Regions from separate parts of the Mus musculus genome. Here region 1 is linked to region 2. A link is a contact called in public HiChIP or PLAC-seq data. All regions are on one chromosome and are shown on one strand. The core of a region is the stretch at or near the end of the contact, and the rest is flanking DNA. Distances in the headings are between cores, read along the strand shown. Region 1 has its middle 20 kb from the start of Gm34026. Region 2 overlaps Smpd3 (sphingomyelin phosphodiesterase 3, neutral).

The links. HiChIP or PLAC-seq counts read pairs in DNA pulled down with a chosen protein or histone mark.
Region 1: a contact with region 2 is called in an HNF4G HiChIP or PLAC-seq map of pancreatic cancer cells. The contact joins two enhancer-like sites. A contact is called at or near these places in 1 of 39 promoter capture datasets (embryonic stem cells), 1 of 15 datasets of contacts at CTCF or cohesin (the NIH/3T3 cell line), 27 of 484 Hi-C or Micro-C datasets (the HPC-7 cell line, differentiating embryonic stem cells, embryonic stem cells and 4 more), 4 of 115 datasets of contacts at active chromatin or transcription factors (the NIH/3T3 cell line, embryonic stem cells, heart atrium and 1 more) and 1 of 9 other capture datasets (embryonic stem cells).

What each region holds. Positions count from the first base shown.
Region 1 is chr8:106,375,957-106,383,300 of GRCm38.p6, forward strand. No RefSeq gene overlaps it. Among named protein-coding and RNA genes, the nearest start is that of Gm34026, 20 kb to the right of the region's middle. Within about 2 kb of position 2,670, at least 62 of the 459 cell types and tissues checked have an H3K27ac peak or open chromatin away from gene starts, as enhancers often do. A contact at or near this core is called in pancreatic cancer cells, where this site is marked.
Region 2 is chr8:106,304,419-106,311,575 of GRCm38.p6, forward strand. The region is part of intron 1 of Smpd3 (sphingomyelin phosphodiesterase 3, neutral); the gene reads right to left. All of the region lies in intron 1 of 4930506A18Rik (RIKEN cDNA 4930506A18 gene), which reads left to right. Among named protein-coding and RNA genes, the nearest start is that of 4930506A18Rik, 26 kb to the left of the region's middle. Within about 2 kb of position 4,108, at least 91 of the 459 cell types and tissues checked have an H3K27ac peak or open chromatin away from gene starts, as enhancers often do. A contact at or near this core is called in pancreatic cancer cells, where this site is marked.

The sequences.
Region 1 (7,344 bases), core at 1,420-3,919, 70 kb after region 2:
CCAAAGCGCTTGCTCCATTTTACATTTCCTCCTCTCTGAGGCTCCCACATGCCCTTTCTCGATTGGCTGCTGCAAACTGCAGGAAGGATTTCAGAACTGAGTCCCCACTGGATTTGTCCAGTTCGTGACTTCCACCAAAGTCTCAGGGCCTGGGGCAAGGAGTGGGGAGTATCTGGAAATCTTTCAGGGATGCTGCGTCCTCTCAGCTGGCTGCCAGCTCCGGGGATGCTTTAGAGGGTGGAGAACTTGAGCAGGATCGGAGGTCACAAAGGACAGAGCCCTTGAGATAGTTCCTCTGGCCTTGAAGATGACAAATCTCATAAATTATAGGCCAAATATCAATCATAGAAACTAGTTTCCACACGAGCACATATCTGAGCTGGTGTCAGGGCCCCCAAGGGTTGCAGGACTGATCTCAGACTCTGCAGACGTGGTCCCCAGCTAGAACCCCCCCAGAAAGAAAACATATTCTAGGAGGCCAGAGCCCTGAGGACTTTTCTTTTCCTGGGTAAAAGGATGTTGATTTAGACCTATCCTCTGATGGAAAGACCTGGTAGACAATAGTCAGGTCCGATGTCACTGTCTGCATAGCCTCTGCTGGGGCCTGGCCTTTTTCTTTGGTCAAGTCCCCTGTTTGGGACTTGGAATCCTGATGTTAAGAGATAATATAATCTATAGGGCATAAGCTCCACTGGAATTCGAGTTGTGCTCATTTCTTCATTTATCTATCCATTCATTTATATTTCAATAATCCTTATCAGATCCAGAGATGACCCAGGAAGGCCCGGCTAAGTAATTGAGACAACATTCATCACGGGGAACACTAACAGCTTCCCCACAACACAGTGATTAGATGTGGTTTGGGTTAGAAAGATCCCTTAAAGCCAAAATGGAGGAGACAAACCATCAGGCACGGACCACCACAGGAAGATTCCGTAGGAAGAAGCAAAGGAGACTCTGAGTGGAGCAGTGGTGGGATAATTCAAAGCCCAGCAGGGTGGTTGGCACGAGTCCAGGGCTGCCTCCAGTCTCCCTGGCTCTACTCAAACTGTTGTCATCAGTCACCAGCAAACATGGATTGTATAAACAATAAACAGATGGGGCATGGTTGGAGGGATGGAGGCTGGCGGTTAGGTCCCAGCAGAGAAGCCTTTAATGATCACTCAGCCGTGACAGTTGGGCCAGGGCACATATCTACCCAGATCCCCGACTCATCCCTCGCCTGCCGTCTGGGCAGCCCTACAGATGACTGTAGGGGGACACCCGGCTAGCAGGAAGCCACTGACACACATTCCACAGCTATTAGCCTGAAATGGCTCCCAGCAGCTCAGTCACCTGTAACACAAAAGCACAGAAATCCCCTCCTGCTCCTCCCAATTCCTCAGGGAGTTGATGAAGTCCCAAGGACCATATCCTTGAACTTCTAGGAAAGAGAGAACTCAGTTTCCCTTGGATAGTCCTTCTTCAAGACTGGGACGTAATGGAGGGGAAATTAGAACCTGGGATGGAGAGGTCTTAACACTTGCTGAAAGTTGAGTCTCAGCTGTAATCACCACCAAGCTTTTGGAACAAGGGACTCCTGTGGTGGTGGTTGTTGTTGTTTGGCTGTACACAGTGAGCAGAACACCAGTCCTGCATGTCTTGTCATCTCCACAACCCACAGATGAACCCAGAGGAGTGACACCTGCCACAACCAGAGTTCACCTTCAGAACAGTGTGCAGTGCCAAGGGACAGAGGAGGGAGGGACAGCAGGCAGAGGTGCGGGGATTGCTTGTGGATGAAAAATCCTTGGAGATGCATGGTAAAAGCAGGCAGCCCATTTCCATCTCTGTGCCACCTAGATAGGGAGATCACAAAACAGTATTTCACCCCATTGAGCTGATGCTGGACCCTGATCAAAGGACCTGCCAGCTGTGTTTGTGTCCCTCTTCTCTGGCCTGGGTCATGGATGGTGAAGACTTGGGGCTCAGGTCTTTCGAACCAGGTTGAAATACACTGAAGCCATTCTTCCCGTTTCTCTTGCTCAGATGGCCACTTACCGGCCAGTTGACACTGAGTGTCAGCAGTGAGTAGCTCCCCACCGGAGGTCTAAGTCAGGCCAGTGGGAGAATTTGGTTTGGTTGAGAGGAAAGTATCTCTGGATCAATGGCTTCCTGCCTGGGACTTGTCTATGAATCTTGATGCCTCTGGGTTCTCAGAATCTATGTCCAGAACCAGGAAGGCACTTAGAGCCACCCACTTTACCTGCCATTTGATAGGTGATGAAGCAGAGACCCAGAGAGGGGAGACAGGCCACCAAAGCCCTAGCCAGAAATGGTCAACCTTGTTGGCCTAAGCTCCAGGGGATTCCAGGACATCCACCCTTGACTTTCTGGGATGCACTTCTGGGAGCTTCCTGGGGGTCATTGGCTCAGTCCCTGTTGCTACCTTGGCATGTTCCCTGTCCTGAGATGCCACTAGCACCACCTGACCTTGTTTATGGAGTGTCTCAAAGAGAGACTGCCTGGGTCAGGTCTGCTGGGTGAACGAGGCCTTCCTGTTGGCCAGGCTCTCCCCAGGCTCAGAAAGAGCTGTCAGGCGTCTAAGGCTAGAGTCCAGCTAGACTCTGACTCAGTGCAGAAGATAAGGTTGGTGCAGGGCTGAGCAGTGCCTGGCACAGAGAGCAGGGCTAGGCTTGTAGCTGTCATTCTCAGCCAGGTCATTCCACCGGTCCTTTGATAGTTAAGTCAGAGCTGGGTACTGAGTGGTAGTGCCAGCCTGCAAAACCACAGGAAGAAAGTCTAGCAGGAGGCAATTGAGCTTAGGCCAGATATCCAGGCTGAGCAGCTCTGGACCCAGTGAACAAATCCCTCCTGAGGACCCAGGTGGAGGCAGGGGAGTAGTGCATATCTCTTGCAGCCCTGCCTTGGTGGTGCTGCTGGGAGCGGGGTGGGGGTGGGAAGGGGGGGCGGGAGGGCAGTGTTCCTCTGGAAAGGGAGGAATGCGGAAGGTCCGGGGAGGGGAGGGAGGCTGGGTTCTTAGTATATTAGTATAGCAAACATTCTCCCAGGCCTGATACCTTGACACCCCCTGGAGCGGCAGATGTTGGTGCATGGATCAGGGTAGTATAGTCTTGTTTCTAGGGAAACGGAGGTTCCCCTGGGAGGGGGGGGGGTGGCAATCTCATTGATAAAATAATTTTAAAGTGGGATCACAAGGAAGTTTGGGGACAGTTTTATTTAGATTTTGCAAGAAAAAACAACAGAGCAGGCAAACTGTACATCTTGGCAGCTGCCAGGAATGAACGAGATGGAGAAAAAGTCACTCCGTTTAAGTTGGAACTGAATATAATAGAAATAGCTTATCAAAACAGGAAAACCACTCCCGAGACTGGAAAGGAACTTATGTGCTGAGGAAGGAACCCAAAAAGTCTTTGGCCACTGCAGTGTGTGGTCCTTTATACTCCACATCTCTCCTGTTTATACCTGGAGGACCCTTTTTTCTGAGCATGCTCTGTTCGTTGGAGGAAGCCCAGGTAAAGAAGGGCTTCCAGTCTTCCTCTGCAAACTGGCTTCCTCATCTTAACCTTGACGTCACGTTCTCCATTTCTTACTCCTGTCACTGTCTTGCCCCCAAGACACAAGCTACACCTACACATTTCCTCTGCGCTTCTCTTTGAGTCTGCGCAGCCTGAACCCTGTATATCAGAGAGATGCCCTGGCTGCTAACCAACTGAGCACCAGAAGAAGCAGGTTGCCCTCTCAGCCCTCATGAGGTTCCCAGATTTCTGAGTGGGGCTAATAAACAGTTTAAATAAGAGGACATTGTCCCTCTTAAAGGACCCCAAGTTTGAGTCAAATGAGACTTCATTGTGGTACCAAGCAAGGCTCTGGCCAATGGCAGAAACAAGAAAGTAGGAATGTAATATTTGTACCTTCCCTAGAGGTTTTTAAATAACATTCAACTGGTGGGATTCAGTTTTCCCTTTTCCACCATTTGGGTCTCAGGGATGGAACGCAGGCTGTCAGGCTTGGCAACAAGGGTCTTTACACACTGAGCCAACTCATCAGCCCTCCCTGAGACTCTTAACAACAGGACCCAGGTGACAAAAGTCTGAGGAGTCACTTAAAAAAGCCATTTTAGCTCATCACAGTGGTCCACACCTTTGATCTTAGCACTTGGGAGGCAGAGGCAGGAGGATGTGGATTCAAGGCCAGCTTGCTTTTTACACAGCAAGTTCCAGGCCAGCTAGGGCTACATAATGAAACCACAGTGTCCTTTAAAAATAATAAATAAATAAATAGCCATCCTAGGTGCAGAGGCCAACCTCCTGCAGCTGGAGAGCCCCACCCATTCAATGGCCAACTCATCTTTTCTAAAGGTGGAGCTTGGGAGGCTAAGGAGCGTGATATTCCATCCTATGGTTTACTGTGTCCAGGAGGACAGTGCATCCATGCCCAGGAAGGCCTGAGCAACAGCAGCACTGCCCAGTTGGCAGCCACATCCCAGACCATAGAGGAATAAAAATAGCAAGCAGCATTCACTTCTAGCAAAGTGAGGCTCCTGGCATATCCCGGAGCCTGCCCTCTGGTCCCTCACTGGCCTTTGGGTGGTCTGGGTGCTCCTAGCATGCTGGGAAGTCTGTAGATAAACACACTAGGATTAGCATTACTAATCATTAGAGAAATGCACGTTAAGACCGCTGGACTATAAGTACACTCCGAGTAGCACGGTTAAAAGGAAAAAAAGCTAACACTGCCAAGTGCAGATGGAAATGTGGAGCAGGTCTGTCTAGGCATTCAAGATGTTGAAGCGAGGATGTGTTGCTTCCTCCGGGGCATCAAAATCCCAAGCCGCTTGGGTTTCTGGTAGGAGCTGTGATCAATTGTGCTGGCAGCGCCAAAGCCAAAAATATGCATATAGTTTATTTGTCATAGTTTGTTTTTCCCCTTTGATCATGCTACTTGAGGCCAGCCTGGCCTACAGAGTAAGTTTCACAACAGCCTGTTCAATACAGAGAAACCCTGTATTGAAAAACAAAAATAACAACAACAACAAAAGAATGAAGAGTTGGTTTTTTGGTTAGTTTCTATGTGTGTGTGTGTATGATGTGTGCCACAGCATGTATGTAGAGGTCAGGGGGTGACTTTGTGAGCTGGTTCTCTTTTCGGGTGCTGGAGACTGAACTTGTGTCACCAGGCTTATGTGTTAAGTGCCTTTACCCACTGACTCATCTTGCTGCCCTGTGTGACTGAACACGTTTTTATATCGCTCAGGCTGACCTAGTCACTACGTTGCCATGGCTGGCCTTGAACTTCAGACTCTCTTGCTTCCAGTTCCCGAGGGCCGGAATTACAGGCATGTGCATCACTCTTGATTTCAAGTGTTTATAAAACACAAAAGAGGGCTAGAGATGTAGCTCAGTTAGTTGAGTGGCTATCAGATATAAAACCCTGGGTTCAGTTCCTAGCACCAGGTAAGGCAGGTGTGGTGGTAGTACATGCCTGGTCTCCCAACACTTGGCAGGTGGAGGCAATATTCAAGGAGCCACACAGTGACTTTAAGGCAAGTCAGAGCTACATAAGATTTTGTCTCAAAGACCAAAACAACAAACAAAACAATGACAACCCACAAAATACTATCATTTATTATAGATACAAATTTAGATATTTATTATGGTGTTATATAAAATACATACATAACAACATATATGCCTTGTACAGATATACTATACATTGTTATTGATTTGAAATTTTCTTAAAAGCCTGAACATGAAAAATGCATGCTAACCTAAAAGGAGGGTTAGCCATCTCCCCCCCCCCATTCTCTCTCATGTACACATGTGGAGTCAGTCTCACACACACACTCACATACATGCTTGTACACACCAAACCATCAACACGTGCCAAACCTGTGAGAAATGGGCAAACAAAAGGATTGTGTTTCACTTTGCTTTCTGTACTTGGGGCCAAGGTGTTTCATAATTTAGAAGCAAAACAAAAAGAACCTGGAGAACATGCTAAGTGAAATAAGCCAGACACGTCAGACACAAAAAGGACAAATGCTGTATAATCCCATGTCTCTGTGATAAAAGGACAGTTGCCTGCCCAGAGACAGAAAGAACAGTAGTTACCAGGGACTGGCGGTGGTGGCCCTGGCTAGTGCTCAAACCAGGACAGAGTTGTGGGTGATTAGAAAAAAAAAAATGTTCCAGAGACTGATGGTAGTGATACTTATGCACAGTAACTTACCTCCTACGTTTTTATTTAGTTTATTACTATTATTGGGTGTGTGTGCACATGCACATACACATGCTGTATGTGTGCTATATAGCACCTGTTGGAGGTCAGAGGTCAACTTTTGAGAGTCAGTTTCTCCTTCCACTATGGGTTCCAGAGATTGAACCCAGGTCATTAAGCTTGTGTGTCAAGTGCTTTTGCAACTGTGTCAGCTGGCTGGACATGGGTTACTTTGAGATAGGATCCTACTAGGTATCCCCTAGGTTAGCCTAGGACTTGCCATATAGTCCAAGCTGGCCTCAAACTCATAATCCTCTTGTACTTGGTATAGTGTTAGGTTATACTGTAATGCTCTTCCCCTGTCCCCCCACCCCAAGACAATGTTTTTCTGTGTAACTCTGGCTGTTCTAGAACTTGCTCTACAAACTGGGCTAGCCTGGAACTAAAATGTCCACATGCCTCTGCCTCCAGAGTTCTGAGATTAAAGGCATGCACCACCACACCCAGCTATATATGACTTTAAAACAACAAAACACAGGATAGGCAAAATATATAGAGAAAGAGAGCAAATTAGTGTCTGCTTAGGGCTGGGGAGGATGCCAGGAAAAGAGCTAACGGGTACAATGTTTCTTCCTAGAATTGATTGTGGTAATGGATGCATAGCTGTTACTCCACGGAAAGCCAATGAATAAACTTTCACAGATGAAGTGTATGGTGTGTGCCAGATCTGTTTCAGGAGAGAGAGAAAGAGAGAGAGAGAGAGAGAGAGAGAGAGAGAGAGAGAGAGAGAGAGAGAGAGAGAGAGATCCTTTTTCTGTCAGCATATGGTCTGTCAGTTCAAACCAGCTTCATCACAAGTGTTACACTGTTGTAACCAGGAACTCCTAAAGCCTTCCCAGAACCCCCTATGCATCCACAGAACTGTGGCAGGGGAGTAGAGTCAGCCATCTGCAGAAAGAGGTTAATGAGAATCGGCTCTGGATTCCTTGGATTTCGAGCTTTAATTAATACCTGCAAGGCCCCTGATGCCCGTGAAAGAGAGGCTGCATGAATGTGCCCAGTGCTGGCCTCATTAGCTCAGGTCTCTGCATGCGAGCTCAGCTCCCTTCAGGGGCAGGGCCAGGC
Region 2 (7,157 bases), core at 2,858-5,357:
CCTGATTGCCAGCTATGATCCTTGAGTGGCAGGGAGGAAACCCAAAGTCAGCCAGCAGTCCTGGTGTCCCACAGATGACCCAGTCTCATATCACCAAACATAGCAAAGGTCGGGATGAGGAAATCCCACAGACACCCAGCCACGTGTAGCTCCCCGAACAGCTCTGTGAGACTAGGAAGGAGTAATCTGAAAGCATCCTCCAGCTCTAAGTTGGCTGCCACAGCACCGCTAATTCCCACAGGCTGGTTTGTAAAGAGTGGTCTTGTGCACTCTGCCTGCATGAGTTAATACGCAGCGGCTATGATACAACTTTTTCCCTGGTTTCCATTAAACAAGACAAAACAAGACAAAACACAAAACAACCCGCAAACCCAAAAGAAAAGCCACAAAGCAAATGGCTCTGCAAATCTCGTGGGCAAGGTCACAGTGAGATTAGACCCCAGAGTCTGTGATTCTCACATTTTTGTAGTAAGGATTCTGGTGTCAATAAGACATTATAAAATAACATTCCAGCTCAGTTGCTTAAGAAGCACGGTAGCGCATGGCATATGTTTTAAAGGTTAGGTATTTGAAAAGATGGGAATACCTTTATTAAGCACCAGCTACAGAACCATTATCTTAAACTCCTCGATTTCATAACAGTCTGGTTTCAGAGGAGGAGGTAGGGAGCTATCGGAGAGCATCTCTGCGTGTGATGCCGATGCTGCTCTTGCCCACCCTTGGCTTTCCCCAAGGCCTTTGTGAATGGATAGGGGGGAAGCTTGCTTTATTATGCACTGATTTGTGTATGTTGAAGCAGAGCCTTACTTACTGTGCTGTCTAGGTTGGCCCTGAACTTCTGGGATTAAGAAATCTTCCTGCCTCAGTCTACCATTTAGTTGGGACAGTGAGTGTGCGCTCCTGTGCCCTGCTTTGACAGCTGGTGACGCAGGCTTTGCTAGACCCATGCACCTGTGCTTGAGTGGTGCTCTGAAGGACACTGGTGATGCTGTCAGTGTCCCATTAGCATACTTTGGGGACAATGTACTTGGTCTGACACCCAAGGTTTGGGCCATTTTGAGGGTCAGAGGGTCAAAAGTCCTGCTTTTTGCCTCCGTACCCAGGATGAAGCTACCCTCTTCTCCATGGCAAGAATGGAAAATAAACAAATGGTGTGCCAGAGCTCTGTTGTAAGGATTTGATCCACCTGCAAGGTAGCTTTGGGAACCTTATCTTTCCAGAGAAATTATTTCCAGAGGACTTGGATGGTGGTAGGCTCTGATTTTCACTCTTTAATCATTCAGAAAAAAACATATCCATTTCCATTTATTCATAATAGTGGGAAATCATTGAGTTTTTTTTTTTCCTGTGCAAAGGTCAAACTATAAAAAGCTAAGTGGACTCGGAGAATTCTAGGCTAGTTACAGAACACGGCTGCACATTAGGAGGAATCCAAAAAAGGATTTAATCCCCCTTTGGAAGCAGCTGGTGATAATCTTCTCTGTACTTTCTCCCCATGGGTGTTAAATTCAGGTATAAGGACAGAAAGTAAGTTCTTTTCAATGAGTAGAACGTGTAGGCTGTACTGAGAGGGAGGCCTGGATCAGAAATCTTACCAGCTGCTACACACCAAGTATAAAAGCCTAGGCAACTTCTTCACTTTCGAGCCTCAGTTCCCTTGTTTGATAAATGGGTATATTCTTCCCAGGTGTTCTTTAGAACTCTGCTGTCCAACCTGGGACTTTCCACCTGACACTAACCTGTAGGCAGATGGGTCCTGGGTTGGCTGAAATGCTAAGAAGGGCACTGGGAGAGGCCCAGGAAGACAGGAGTCCTGTTCTGGCCTCCTTCCCCACCTGGCCACCTGACTATGTTCCCAGACTCAGATAGAGCTCTGCCAGTGTGTGTACTTGGGTGACCTGTGAAGTCCCTGCCATTGGAAGATAAACAAGTAACTGTGAGATCCACATCACAGAGACATTTTAAAAGGGCACTTGGCAATTTCACAGCTTTTGGGAAGCCGAGCAAGTGGTGAGTTGGAGATAGAGTATTTTGAAAACAGTTAAGAACTTGGAGAAAAAATCTTTAAGAGTGTCTTTGGGAAGATAAGAAATGGCGGTATCTCCTCCACCTTATCAAATCAAGGTTTTATCCCTGTTCTGTGTTAGCCTCACTCTGTGGTACTGGCCAGCTCTACCATACTGGCCCAATCCACTAGACATTAGAAAGATGGAGTCAGCTCTAAGGCTGGGTCTGGCAGCATGGTTTCCTAGGAAGAATGACAGGTGGGAGTTGGCCTTCCTTTTCTAATTTACACCCACACCCATGTAGAAACAGCAGAAATGATATGTACTGGGGGAAGCCAGAGATTGAAGAATGGCCAATAACAGATAACAGAAGGCCAGAGAGTAGATGCACTCAGCAGGGGACACTCGGAGTAAGACCATAGAGGGCTAGTAAGAGGCTGCTGGAATCACTGACACTAGACTTTAAGGCAGAATAAGCCTGTGGAGTGGGCAGACATGTGACTGGGAGAACGTGGAGTTAGGGATACTGAGATGGGAGTCAGCAGGGTTTGGGCAGCTGGTGTGTGTGGTGGGGGTGGGGCACAGAGGCCTTTGAGGCTGGGCTGGCTGCTGGGATAACCTGCAGGAGACTGCAGGCTCTCCTGCTCCATCAGCAGTGCAAGGCTCCAGCTGCCACCTGAACCAGCTCTGCAGCTTTGCAGATGGTGTGTCCAAGGGTGGGCTTCCAGAGGGTTTCCAGATCTGTCTGTGGACACTAGCCTAAGGCTTACAATTGTCCCTGCTGGGTCTGTTTAAAGTTAGGTAACCTGAAAAGTGTAACCATGACCGCTGTATTTATATTATTCCAAGTTTGACTTTTAAGAAATATAGTAGATGTTTCTGTTAAATGGCAAATTGAGAGTCTACCTTACTATCCTTTATATTCTTTAAATGAAGAACCTAATTTCAAGAGATGCACAAATTACATGTAATTTGTATTGTCTTGGATGGTCTGTGTCTTTAGCTTTTCTTTTTAGGTCATGGGAGACCTGTCGTAGATCATTAGGTATTTAATATGACATGTTTTGCTTTGCGAAGTAAAAGAGGAAGGGAGGTTTGTTTGGATCAGATACAAACAGCTTTGCCCCCACATGTGTCCAGCAGCCTGATTCAGTATTAAATCTCTGAAATGATTGATTATCCATTAGGGAAGCTATTTACAGAGTTCATTACAGCAGATTCAAACTGACAACATCTGTGTGGCCAGGGCGGCAAGTCAAGCCAGGCAGAACCGAAAGGCTTTGAACAGAGCTGTTGGTTCTGCTTTCTGTGGGCCATAGACACCAAACTTTCAGGAAGGAAAGTTACAGGTTGCTGTGGCCACTGTGCTTGGTGATCAGGCATGGTCACCAAGGAGCCAGCTGCTTCCTGTGGACAGGATGTACCAAGGAGAACTCCCAGGAATGAAAGTGGTCAGGAAGCCTGGCTCAGAGCCAGCCCCTCTCCTCTGCTCTATACCTCATGTGCCTTCATTTAAAGAATATAAGGGATATAAAGATATAAGGGATATAAAGATATAAGGGACAGTAAAGAGGAACCTCACGGCGATGTTTAACATAAGCACCTGATATATTTCTTAAAAGTCAAACTTGGAATAATATAAATACAGCGGTCATGGTTACACTTTTCAGGTTACCTAACTTTAAACAGACCCAGCAGGGACAATTGTAAGCCTTAGGCTAGTGTCCACAGACAGATCTGGAAACCTTCGGGAAGCCCACCCTTGGACACACCATCTGCAAAGCTGCAGAGCTGGTTCAGGTGGCAGCTGGAGCCTTGCACTGCTGATGGAGCAGGAGAGCCTGCAGTCTCCTGCAGGTTATCCCAGAGGCCCCTTTATGTCTCTGCTTCCCCGGGACCTCCAACCCTCAAATATGTCAGGCCCACACTTCCCCACCCTCCCCTCCACAGGTCACTCCAGCTGGCTTCACCCTGAGTCCCTCCTGACCCCCTTCTCTGGCAAACTTTACAAAGTCCAAGTTTAAGGCTGTTATCATCGTCTAACCTGCAGATTTCCTGTTAACAGCACCACCCAACTGTGCCGATGCTGCCTTGTCCTTGTGTGCTGAGCAAACTGTTTACTTTGGCTCGTACACCAGGAAGTAGTAATACTGCTAAAGCTAGGTGCTCTCTGGAGCTTTTATTCAGGAGTGTGTGTGTGTGTGTGTGTGTGTGTGTGTGTGTGTGTGTATGTGTGTGTATTAGGTTTAACAGGCTGAGGTTATTGTTATCTGTGATAAGAGGAACAGCCTTAGGGCTTGAGAGCAGAGGCCCTCTGTCCTGTATGGCCAGTCTAAGTGGAACGCCTGGTGCTAGAGGGTACATAAGCCTCAGTGAGCTCTATGCTAGAAAGTTGTCTTCTGATTGTTGTCTTCTGATTGTTGTCTTCTGATTGTTGCCTTCTGATTGTTGCCTTCTGATTGTTGCCTTCTGATTGTTGCCTTCTGATTGTTGCCTTCTGATTGTTGCCTTCTGATTGTTGCCTTCTGATTGTTGTCTTCTGATTGTTGTCTTCTGATTGTTGTCTTCTGATTGTTGGGCAATGGTCATGAATGCTGCACCCAAAGCCCACTGGCAATATCTCACAGCTGTGTCCCCCTCCCCGGCTTGATTAAGGTTAAGCCCCTATTCAAGGGTGGTTGGTGACAAATGACAGGCAGATGGGGAGGGAATACAAGGCCAGGCCCCTTGGGCTGTCTTTGGGACAGTTCTAAAGAGCCATTTCAGCTACCACACTCCCTAAAGAACCATTGAGATTTCTACTGCAACCAATTTGGGATCATTTCTTATGCCTCTGCCCAATCCAATCCCACTTTCATTTCCTTGAACTCACTACAAAGCTGTGCAGGCTCAAGAGATCCAGATCTGGACAGCTGCATGGCTCAGCTGAGAGAGGCTAAACTACACATCCTCCTAGTCCTCTACATCCTCCAGAGCTACCTTGGCTAAGCCGTGATGGGGCTGCTGATGGGAGCCAGGAGAACAAAGGCCCCTTTAATTCTTCTGCTCTGTGCTTTTAGGTTAAAGCCTCCCAAGGGTGCCACTTGGGGTGCATTTGTTTTGGGGACCTGAAATTAGGAAAATTGGTGCTTTTAAAGTCTTTGGTCCATTTTGTTTTATGTTTATGCTGCAAATACCAACAATGGGAGGAGATCCCTGTTGCCCCTTGCCCCCACAACATGGCTGCAGAAAGCTTGGGGCCCAGTCAGAGACCTGTCGCTGGCAGAAGAAAGATCCTGGCATCTTCGAAGTGTCTTTAGCTTGTCTTCCTCATTTTGTCTTTTTGTGTCTTGCTGTGTCTCACATCTCCCTCTTTACCCCAAATGCCATGTGGAACAAAGTAAGGTATAAACAAACACATACAGTCGTGTGTTGTCAGACAGACATGTTTGCTTGGCAAGAGTTAGGGACATCTGTCAAGACACAGCTACTCCAGATCAGTTGATTCAGCCTGGTGTGTGTGTGTGTGTCCGTCCATGGGATTGTTTTGAAGTTCAATATAATTTTGAACGTATCAAGTAATCAACAAATGGTAGGCATTCACAATTGTTTATAAGTCGTGTTCTCAAGAGTCTGCCCTACCAGGTAGGATGCTCTCCCTTCTTCCTCTCTTGTGCTCCCAGTCAGCTAAGACACTTTCATGGCCTGTTTGCTTTCACTTTCTCTTATGAGAAAGATGTTCAGACACTGCAGCAGAAAAAAGCCACTGGTAATGCTTGCTGGCCATGATTTGAGCTTGGACACGTTCAAAATACCAATAGGGGAGCCAGACACTTGTACTAGTCCAAGATACTTGGTAGGATGAGGTCTAAGAAATTGATGATCAATTTGCCTGGAAGAAACCTAAACTCTATGTAATCGGAGCTTTCATAGACTGAGAAGAGGGTTGTACATGAGAGATGGATGGTGAATAATTTGACTAAGTCAAATGCAGTCGATGCAAATCTAGGCCTTTGAATGCTTTAAATATAACCCACTGATATAAAAAGCATTGCGCTAAATTTTTTAAAGCTGAGATCTTTCCTAGGGTGAGAGACTCACTTTTTTGATAGAGACATGCTACCCATAAGGCAAGCAGAGAAGGCATAGAACAACAGGAGATCACATTCCCCTATAGGCAACTGCGAGTTTCATGCATTTTATAGTCTACAACAGCAGCCCATGTGCCTGCTACACATTACCTCATGAGCCATCTCAGAACCATAGTAGCAGCTTGGGAAGGCTATTTCAAAGGGCAGGTGGTTCCAGAGGGGTTTTCTTCTGTTTATTTTGAAAGTCAATCTGCTTCTGGCTCTCTCCACTTGTGTCTCAGATAAGACTGAACCATAGTCTTTAATTTATACAAAGATGGGTTTAAAACTGGATTCCCTTTTATTTGCTTGCTTGCTTGCTTGAGATAGGGATTTAATGTGTAGTGCAAGCTGGCCTTGAACTTTCATCTCCCCACCAGCCTCCTAAGCACTGAGACTGCTGATGTGTGCTGCCATGCCTAGCTTCTTTGTCTTTTGAGGGCTGGGTCCAGAGCAGAGAACCAGCCCAATGTTGGGTCTAGAATGAGTTTGCTGATTGCACCTTTCTTGTGTAGAGAGAAGAATGGTGGGAGTGCAGAATGTTGAAGATGAGGTCAAAGGCAGGATGAAGTAGAGGTACCTGAACATCATGGAGAGGGGGTAGCATGTGCGCAAGTCTGAGACCTCTGGGGCCTCTGTATAGGTGAGAGAAACAAAGAACTGGTATGTGGTTGGGGGGATAAAAAAAAGTATGTGTCTGGGTCACTTTGTTCTGCCTAACCTCCCTAACTCCTCTGGGGGTAGTTTAGGATAGAATGGGTCAGGTAGGTGTTGGACGAAACTAATCAGATCTTTTATGGCTACCAATGAGATAAGGGGTGACTCAAGGTTGACATCTCTTGAATTAGTGTCCTGATGCAGATACTAGTTGAAGCTTTGGGATACAGATAGAGACAGGGATCAGACTGAAAATTTGGGTTGGGCCTCAGGCCTTGTTTTGTGGGGAATCATCCAGTTCAGGAAACTGAGAAATGTCTGAGTAGCTAGGTTAACAGGTAACTCCTTGTCTCCCAGATGTGGGGGTACTGTCCCTCTTAAGCAT